2 separate regions of the Rattus norvegicus genome follow, and region 2 is linked to region 1. The links are chromatin contacts, called in public Hi-C maps. All regions are on one chromosome and are shown on one strand. The core of a region is the stretch at or near the end of the contact, and the rest is flanking DNA. Distances in the headings are between cores, read along the strand shown. Region 1 overlaps Bcl2l1 (Bcl2-like 1). Region 2 holds the start of Bcl2l1 (Bcl2-like 1).

The links. A called contact is a pair of places that touch in the nucleus more often than the background predicts.
Region 2: a Hi-C map of liver shows a contact between it and region 1, with 1.9 times the contacts expected there. The contact joins the promoter of Bcl2l1 here to the enhancer-like site in region 1. A contact is called at or near these places in 7 of 12 Hi-C or Micro-C datasets (frontal cortex, kidney, liver and 3 more).

The regions. Positions count from the first base shown.
Region 1 is chr3:161,725,675-161,729,192 of GRCr8, reverse strand. All of the region lies in intron 2 of Bcl2l1 (Bcl2-like 1), which reads left to right. Among named protein-coding and RNA genes, the nearest start is that of Bcl2l1, 37 kb to the left of the region's middle. Within about 2 kb of position 1,447, at least 52 of the 93 cell types and tissues checked have an H3K27ac peak or open chromatin away from gene starts, as enhancers often do. A contact at or near this core is called in kidney and liver, where this site is marked.
Region 2 is chr3:161,763,045-161,766,189 of GRCr8, reverse strand. Bcl2l1 (Bcl2-like 1) reads left to right here and starts at 1,415. Exons shown (of 3, transcript NM_001033670.1): 1 at 1,415-1,480; 2 at 2,940-3,145. The coding sequence starts at 3,052.

The DNA.
Region 1 (3,518 bases), core at 198-2,697:
GAATATTTTCTTCCTTTTCTTTTTTTCCTCTTTTTTTTAAGAACACACACACACACACACACACACACACACACACACACACACACACACACTCTAGAAGAGGGCATCAGATCTCATTACAGATGGTTGTGAGCCACCCTGTGGTTGCTGGGATTTGAACTCAGGACGTCCGGAAGAGCAGTCAGTGCTCTTAACCGCTGAGCCATCTCTCCAGCCCACATCTTCTCTTCTAACATAAAACCTCAGTCTCTTCCTTACACCCCACCACTTCCTTAAGGGAAGCAGAATTCCCAGGGAAGGGTTCTAGGGCTTTGGAACCAGAGTGACAGAGTGAGAGCTCTATTGATGTAAGGATGTCAGTAAAGCCCACCTAATTGAGATGATGGTGGCTGGGGATACCATTCTAGAACAGAGGAAAACCATGTCTCTTGACCAGGTCCTTACCACAAACCAGAGTCTTACCCAGTCCCGGCTGGCTGGCTTCTAATTTGCTGTGCAGCTGAGAATGACTTTGAGCTTCTCTCTGGTCTTCTGCCTCCACCTTCCAGGTGCTGGGGTTACGGGTGTACGTTGCCACTCCTGGCCAGAACTGTTAAATTGTTGAGGTTTGTTTGTTTGTTCCTTTCTCTGTGTGTGGGTTTATTGTTTTGTGCCTCTCTTCCGAACAACTAAAACCCTTCTTTAAGTGTCAGTGGTCTATAAGAAAAGCAATGAGCTAACTCTAACTAACACACTCTCTCAACACTCACTCTCTCTCCCTCTCCCTCTCCCTCTCCCTCTCCCTCTCCCTCTCCCTCTCCCTCTCCCTCTCCCTCTCCCTCTCTCTCTCTCTCAGTGGGGGGGTGTTTTCTTAATAAGGATAATATATTAGAAATAGAAGAACACTTTAGTGGGGGCCTTGGTAGAAGGAAGATTCTAATCTCTGAAATCTATAGAGTTCCCCCAAAGCTAGAGCATACATTGGAGGCCAGCCATCTTGCCCTACTCTAAACTGGCCTTCAAAAGGTTCAGGCTTCCCTGAACCAGCTGCATCTAGTGAGCACTAACGGAAAGCCCTGGTATTTTCTTTCATGCAACCAAGCATGGAGATGTAGGTCAGGCACTGCTGGCCTGGCAGTTACAGCAACTCTGACTTTGCCCCTGCACCTGCAGCCACCATGTTCTCAGAGACCCATCGGGTAGGGAAGGGAATGCCCCCTCTAGACGGTAGGATCTTCCAGAGCTTGTGGGTGGGGCTGGCTGGATCAAGCAGAGGGTCGGAAAAGACCATCTGGAATGTGGGGCCTGAGAAGATGGCTCTGCCCAGGCGTGTCTGTGGCTTCTGTTCAGCTTAGTGTCATCATCACTGATGGGGAAGACTGGGGAGGTCCCATCCTCCTGCTGAGCTCAGCTGGGTCCCCAGACCTGCACCTGAACCCTCCTCCGCTTGTCTGGTGTTTACAGAGCTGAAGCTGCTGCCCTTTGGGACCCAGCCTGTTTTCATTTCTGCTCTCAGCTGTCTGATCTCCATGGACCTCACCTACACGTTTGTGCGTGCCCGTCCCCCACGATGCTGCCTCACTTAGGCCCCTCAAGCCTGGCACACTCTGGCCTTTGTTCTCCATAGCACTGCCAGCTCTGCCTGGCACTGGGATGGCTTTTCTGGCCTGAAGCAGACTCTGCTGCTCTGTCTAGCCACACCTTCCCTGAGACTACTTCTTTCTTTAGCTGCATTCTGGGGGCAAAGCTTGGCCACAAGGCTGCCCCTGTGAATCATCTCTACTTACTGCTTTTTTGTAGGTCTGGTTGTTTTTTGGGTTTTGGTTTGTTTGGTTTTTGTGTTGTTTTTGTTTTATTGTTGTTTGGCTTGGTTTGGTTATTGTTTTGGTTGGTTCATTTGTTGCGACAGTGTCTCACTGTGTAGACCAGGCTGGCTTTGAACTCACAGAAATCCACTTACCTCTGCCTAGGTACTAGGATTAAAGTCATGTATCACACCTGGCCCCTCTAGCTAGTTTAAAGCCCATGCACAATCATGGTTCAGCATCTTCCCTGTGGAGATTCGTTAGGCCTAGGCAGAGGAAGCTCGGGGCTCAGGCACAGGGCACTTTGACTGGCCCACTGCTTTGTCCACAGTTCCTCAGTGTTCAACACCTGATGCAATACGGATTGGATAAATGAAAGCCCAGAGATAAACAGGCCCACTGGTCTGGACCTTCCTGCGAGTAACTCCAGGCAGCCTCACTTACAAAGAGGCCCTGTACAGATGGATGATGGGTGGGCAGGCAAGTTGGAACAGAGCACAGTCAATATGTCCTTCCTTTACTGTCTCTTGAGACGTGGAGGGAACCAGAGGGCATATGTATGGTATCTCTTCCTCCAAGTCATCTCCAACTTCTGAGCCTAAGGGTGTGGAAAGGGGCAGCAAAAAGAAGAACTTACTGTGTGCTTGTTCTCTGAGCACTTGAAGCAGAAGGAATAGGTGTTCGAGGCCAACTGACAAAATTTCAGCTCCAACCTGGGTTATATAACAAGACTTTTCTGGGAGGGGGACTAGGAGTCCATATACCTAAGCGGATAGCTGTTCTGGATTTCATGTGGTGACGTATGTATCAATGCTTGAATAGCACACCTCTGAGTGGCACTTCTGAGTGTCTGCAGCCTGTAGCTCTGCTTGGTGAGGGGACGATGAACCTGGGCTGTGGTGGGTGTGGCCCACAAGGACCTCTAAGGTTTCAGATACTTGGAGAATGGGATGCATTCACATGGGGGGGGGAGGGGCAGAAGGGAAAGGCATTCTAGAGATTTGTGCCCATTGCATAATCTTCCAGATTGGTTGCCTTCTGCCAGTGGAATTCGAAACATTTCTAATCAGATAAAGGTGGCTGAAAATACCCCGGACTTGTCCGGACTAGCTGGAGGCAGTGCTAGGGTGAAAAGGTTGAGGCTACAGTGCTTGAGCAAGGTCTGACCACTTGGAAGCTTGCCCTGACTCATAGATGAGCCACTGTCCTCTTCCCCTCAATTCCTCAGGATGGGGAACAGCCATTGGGCTTTTAGGTAGAGGAGGGACAGGCCCTTTTGCAGCAACAGTTCTCCCTGAATGTTGGATCTCCACCTATACACATGGGGTACTTAGCCTTATGGATGCCCCTGAAAGGACCCAAATGAGTTACTTGCTTCTTCCCAGTAGCCCTTGCAGGATCCCTGTGATGGGACCACTTTCACTGGTGTTTTTGAGGTTTATTTATTAAGTATATGAATGTTTTGCTTGCATGTATGTCTGTGCACTCACTATGTGTGTGTCTGGTATCCTTGAAGGTCAGAGGAGGACATTGGATTTGGAGTCTCCGGTACCGGAGTTATGGATTGCTGTGAGCCACCGTGTGGGTGCTGGCCACTGAGCCCCGGGGTTTTCTGTAAGAGCAATAAGTACTCTTAACTGCCAAGCCATCTCTAGTCCCTCCTTCACTTGATAGGTAGGGAAACATCAGACAGGGGAGTGGACTTTCCTGAAGCAAAACTAGCAATGGGACTGG
Region 2 (3,145 bases), core at 166-2,665, 37 kb before region 1:
TCTTCGGAGGACGGTGAGTTGCTATCTCCAGACTGACAGGTGATGTGTGGAGGAGCAGTTTCTTCCTGATGCCATGTTGTTCCACAGTCAGGAATCAGCAGAGAAAAGAGAGCGCCTGTGGTACGTTGTGGACATCTGCACACCAGGAGGCTGAGATCCCAGTAGCTCTCAGTCCACAGAAGCTGAACTGCTGCTATGAGTTCAAGGTCAAGGGCAGCCCAAGTTAAACAGCTACATAACTAGACCCCGTATAAGAAGAATGAACTTGCCTCACCAGCTGAGGATGGGAGTTCCACTCCTGAACACGATTTACTCCTAAAAGTTGTCCTCAGACCTCCAGATAAACATGGTGGCCCATACACACCCACACTCACGTGCACATACCCCAAAATAAAATAAACTTTTGAAAAACTGAGTTACTGCTAGAGTTATCCGGTAGAAAGCCTGACTACCATGCACAAAGCTCTGGGTTTGATCCCCAGCAACACAAAAACTGTGTATAATAGCGAGACAGAAGAGGTGGCTCAGTTGTTAAAGGCTGGGCTCACAAACAAACATATGCTACATAGTTCGAGATGGTGTAAATAAATGTCTTTCTACTGCACTGGCCAGCCAGAGTCGGGGTTTGCATTTTTTTTTTTTTTTGGTTCTTTTTTTCGGAGCTGGGGACCGAACCCAGGGCCTTGCGCTTCCTAGGTAAGCGCTCTACCACTGAGCTAAATCCCCAGCCCCGGGGTTTGCATTTTTAAAAGGATCATTCACTCATTCACTCTAAAGCAAATCTCGTTTCACCATGATTATCACAATGTCAGGATTTTCTCCCCTTAGAGTTTACCTTGCGTATTTTCCTAGTTGGATATTGCCTCCACCCCTAAGGTATAAGTCTTCATAAAAACAGAGACCTTGGGGTTGGGGATTTAGCTCAGTGGTAGAGCGCTTGCCTAGCAAGCGCAAGGCCTGGGTTCGGTCCCCAGCTCCGAAAAAAGGAAAAGAAAAACAAAAAACAAAAACAGAGACCTTGCCTTGCCTCGTTCATAACCGTCTTCAACAATCCAAAGGCTTTCTAGTCTTCAGACTTTTCAAGTAATATCGATACACAGTCAATGAAAGGTCAATGCTGCTGTCTATTTGTAAAGTGAGGGGGGGAAATACACAAGTTGGGAAACCTGTCCGATGTCGGACACCCAGGAAAAAGCACTTTTTCTGTAGTATACAAACGGATAGATGGATGAAGGAACTAGATTGATGGAATGTGAACCATTAGCGTTCCATGCGCCTGCGCTTCCTCAAATCGCTCGCCAGGGGGCGCTGCTCTCCCACGTCTCAACGCCAGTCCCTCCTGGCGCGCACTCCTTTTGCGTCTCGGGCTCGCGCGCGCTGCCGCGGCACCGGAAGTGACTGCGCTTGCAAGTTCCCCCGGTCTCTTCAGGGGAAACTGAGGCCGGCTTCTCCGGGAGATTCGGCACGAGCAGTCAGCCAGGTAGGCCAACCCAAGTCCGCGGCGTACTTCCCAGCCGCAAAACGCCCTCGTATCTGGAAGCCACTGGGCCGATGAAGGGGGGATGTGGCCCCCCACGGCTCGCTGGGCTCTCAGGTGAGGGCGCCGCCTCCCCTGTGCCTGACAGGCGCTTCGCCCAATGGGAGCCTTGGCCGTCCCGCTTCCGTGCCGACTCGACCCGCGGATTGGCTAAGCTGGGGCGGGCCGCGGGGGCGAGACCCCTCCTTCCAGAGAGGTCTAGGGGGCGCCCCTGAGGGAGGGCGGTTGCCTAGCAACGGGGCGGTGGCTCGGCGGGTACCCGGCCTAGGGGAGCGCGAGCAGTAAGCGAGGCCTCAGCCCACCCACCCGGGGCTCCAACGCGTAGCGGCCTCCGGTCCTGGAGCCCTGCAGGGGGCTCCAGGAGGCCGCCTTGGGTCGGGTCTCAAGAAAACGAGGTCTCCGCTGTGGGAGCCTCAACCCTTCTTCCTGGCCAGTGGCGGGGCTCAGCGCCTCCCTCTCACCCCGTCTTTGTGCGGGGTGCCGGCGGCCATTGTGTCCGGGCGCGGAATGGAGGACCTGGCAGTCCCCCAGTGCTATGTCCAGAGCCTTTGGGGAATTCAAAGACAACTAGCGGTGTTTGTGGGGGGTCTCCAGCCTACTCCTCTTGGAAAGGCCCGGGAGTGGTCTTTCCGAAATCAGATCGCAGATCCGAGGCCGTCTCCCCCTCCCCGCGTCCCTGCGCGAAACCTTGAGATTCACTGAGAAGTCCCTTTAGGGTTTCGGAAGCCTCATCCAGGGCTGGTACTTAAATAGAAAGAAAGAAAGGAGGGGTGGGGGGAAATTACACTAAACCCATACCTCCGGGAGAGTTCTCCTGGCTCCCAGTAGGAGGCGAGAGCCAAGGGGCGTGCTAGAGCGAGGGGGTTGGGCTCCCGGGTGGCTGGAGGCTGCGGAGCAGAGAGGCCGCCCTCGATCTGGGCGATGGAGGAAGCAAGCGAGGGGGCAGGTTCCTAAGCTTCGCAATTCCTCTGGCCTGCCTACCAGGTCGCATGATCCCGGCCGGGACCGGGGTTTTTTGCTGAGTTACCGGCGACCCAGCCACCACCTCCTCCCGACCTATGATACAAAAGACCTTCCGGGGGCTGCACCTGCTCTCTGTCGCCGGAGATAGATTTGAATGTAGGTGGTGGTGGTGGGGATGTGCCAATGGGGGTGACTTTTGGAGAAAGGCATTTCGGAGAAAAGGGGGTGGGTGGTTGTAGTAAAAAGAGGCTGATGAAACAATTCAAAGCTTGCTGGTCCTTTCAATTTGACTTCATTGAAGTCTCTTAGAACCTGGACTCAGACCTTCATAAGAGCCACAAAGAAACCAATTCTGGTAACTGGGGGAGGAATGGGGATTTTGTAAGGTAAATGACATGCATATTAAAATTTTCTCCTGAAGCTCTTTCTCTCTCTTCAGAACCCTATCTTGGCTTTGGATCCTGGAAGAGAATCGCTAAACACAGAGCAGACCCAGTGAGTGAGCAGGTGTTTTGGACAATGGACTGGTTGAGCCCATCTCTATTATAAAAATGTCTCAGAGCAACCGGGAGCTGGTGGTTGACTTTCTCTCCTACAAGCTCTCCCAGAAAGGATACAGCTGGAGTCAGTTTAGCGATGTCGAAG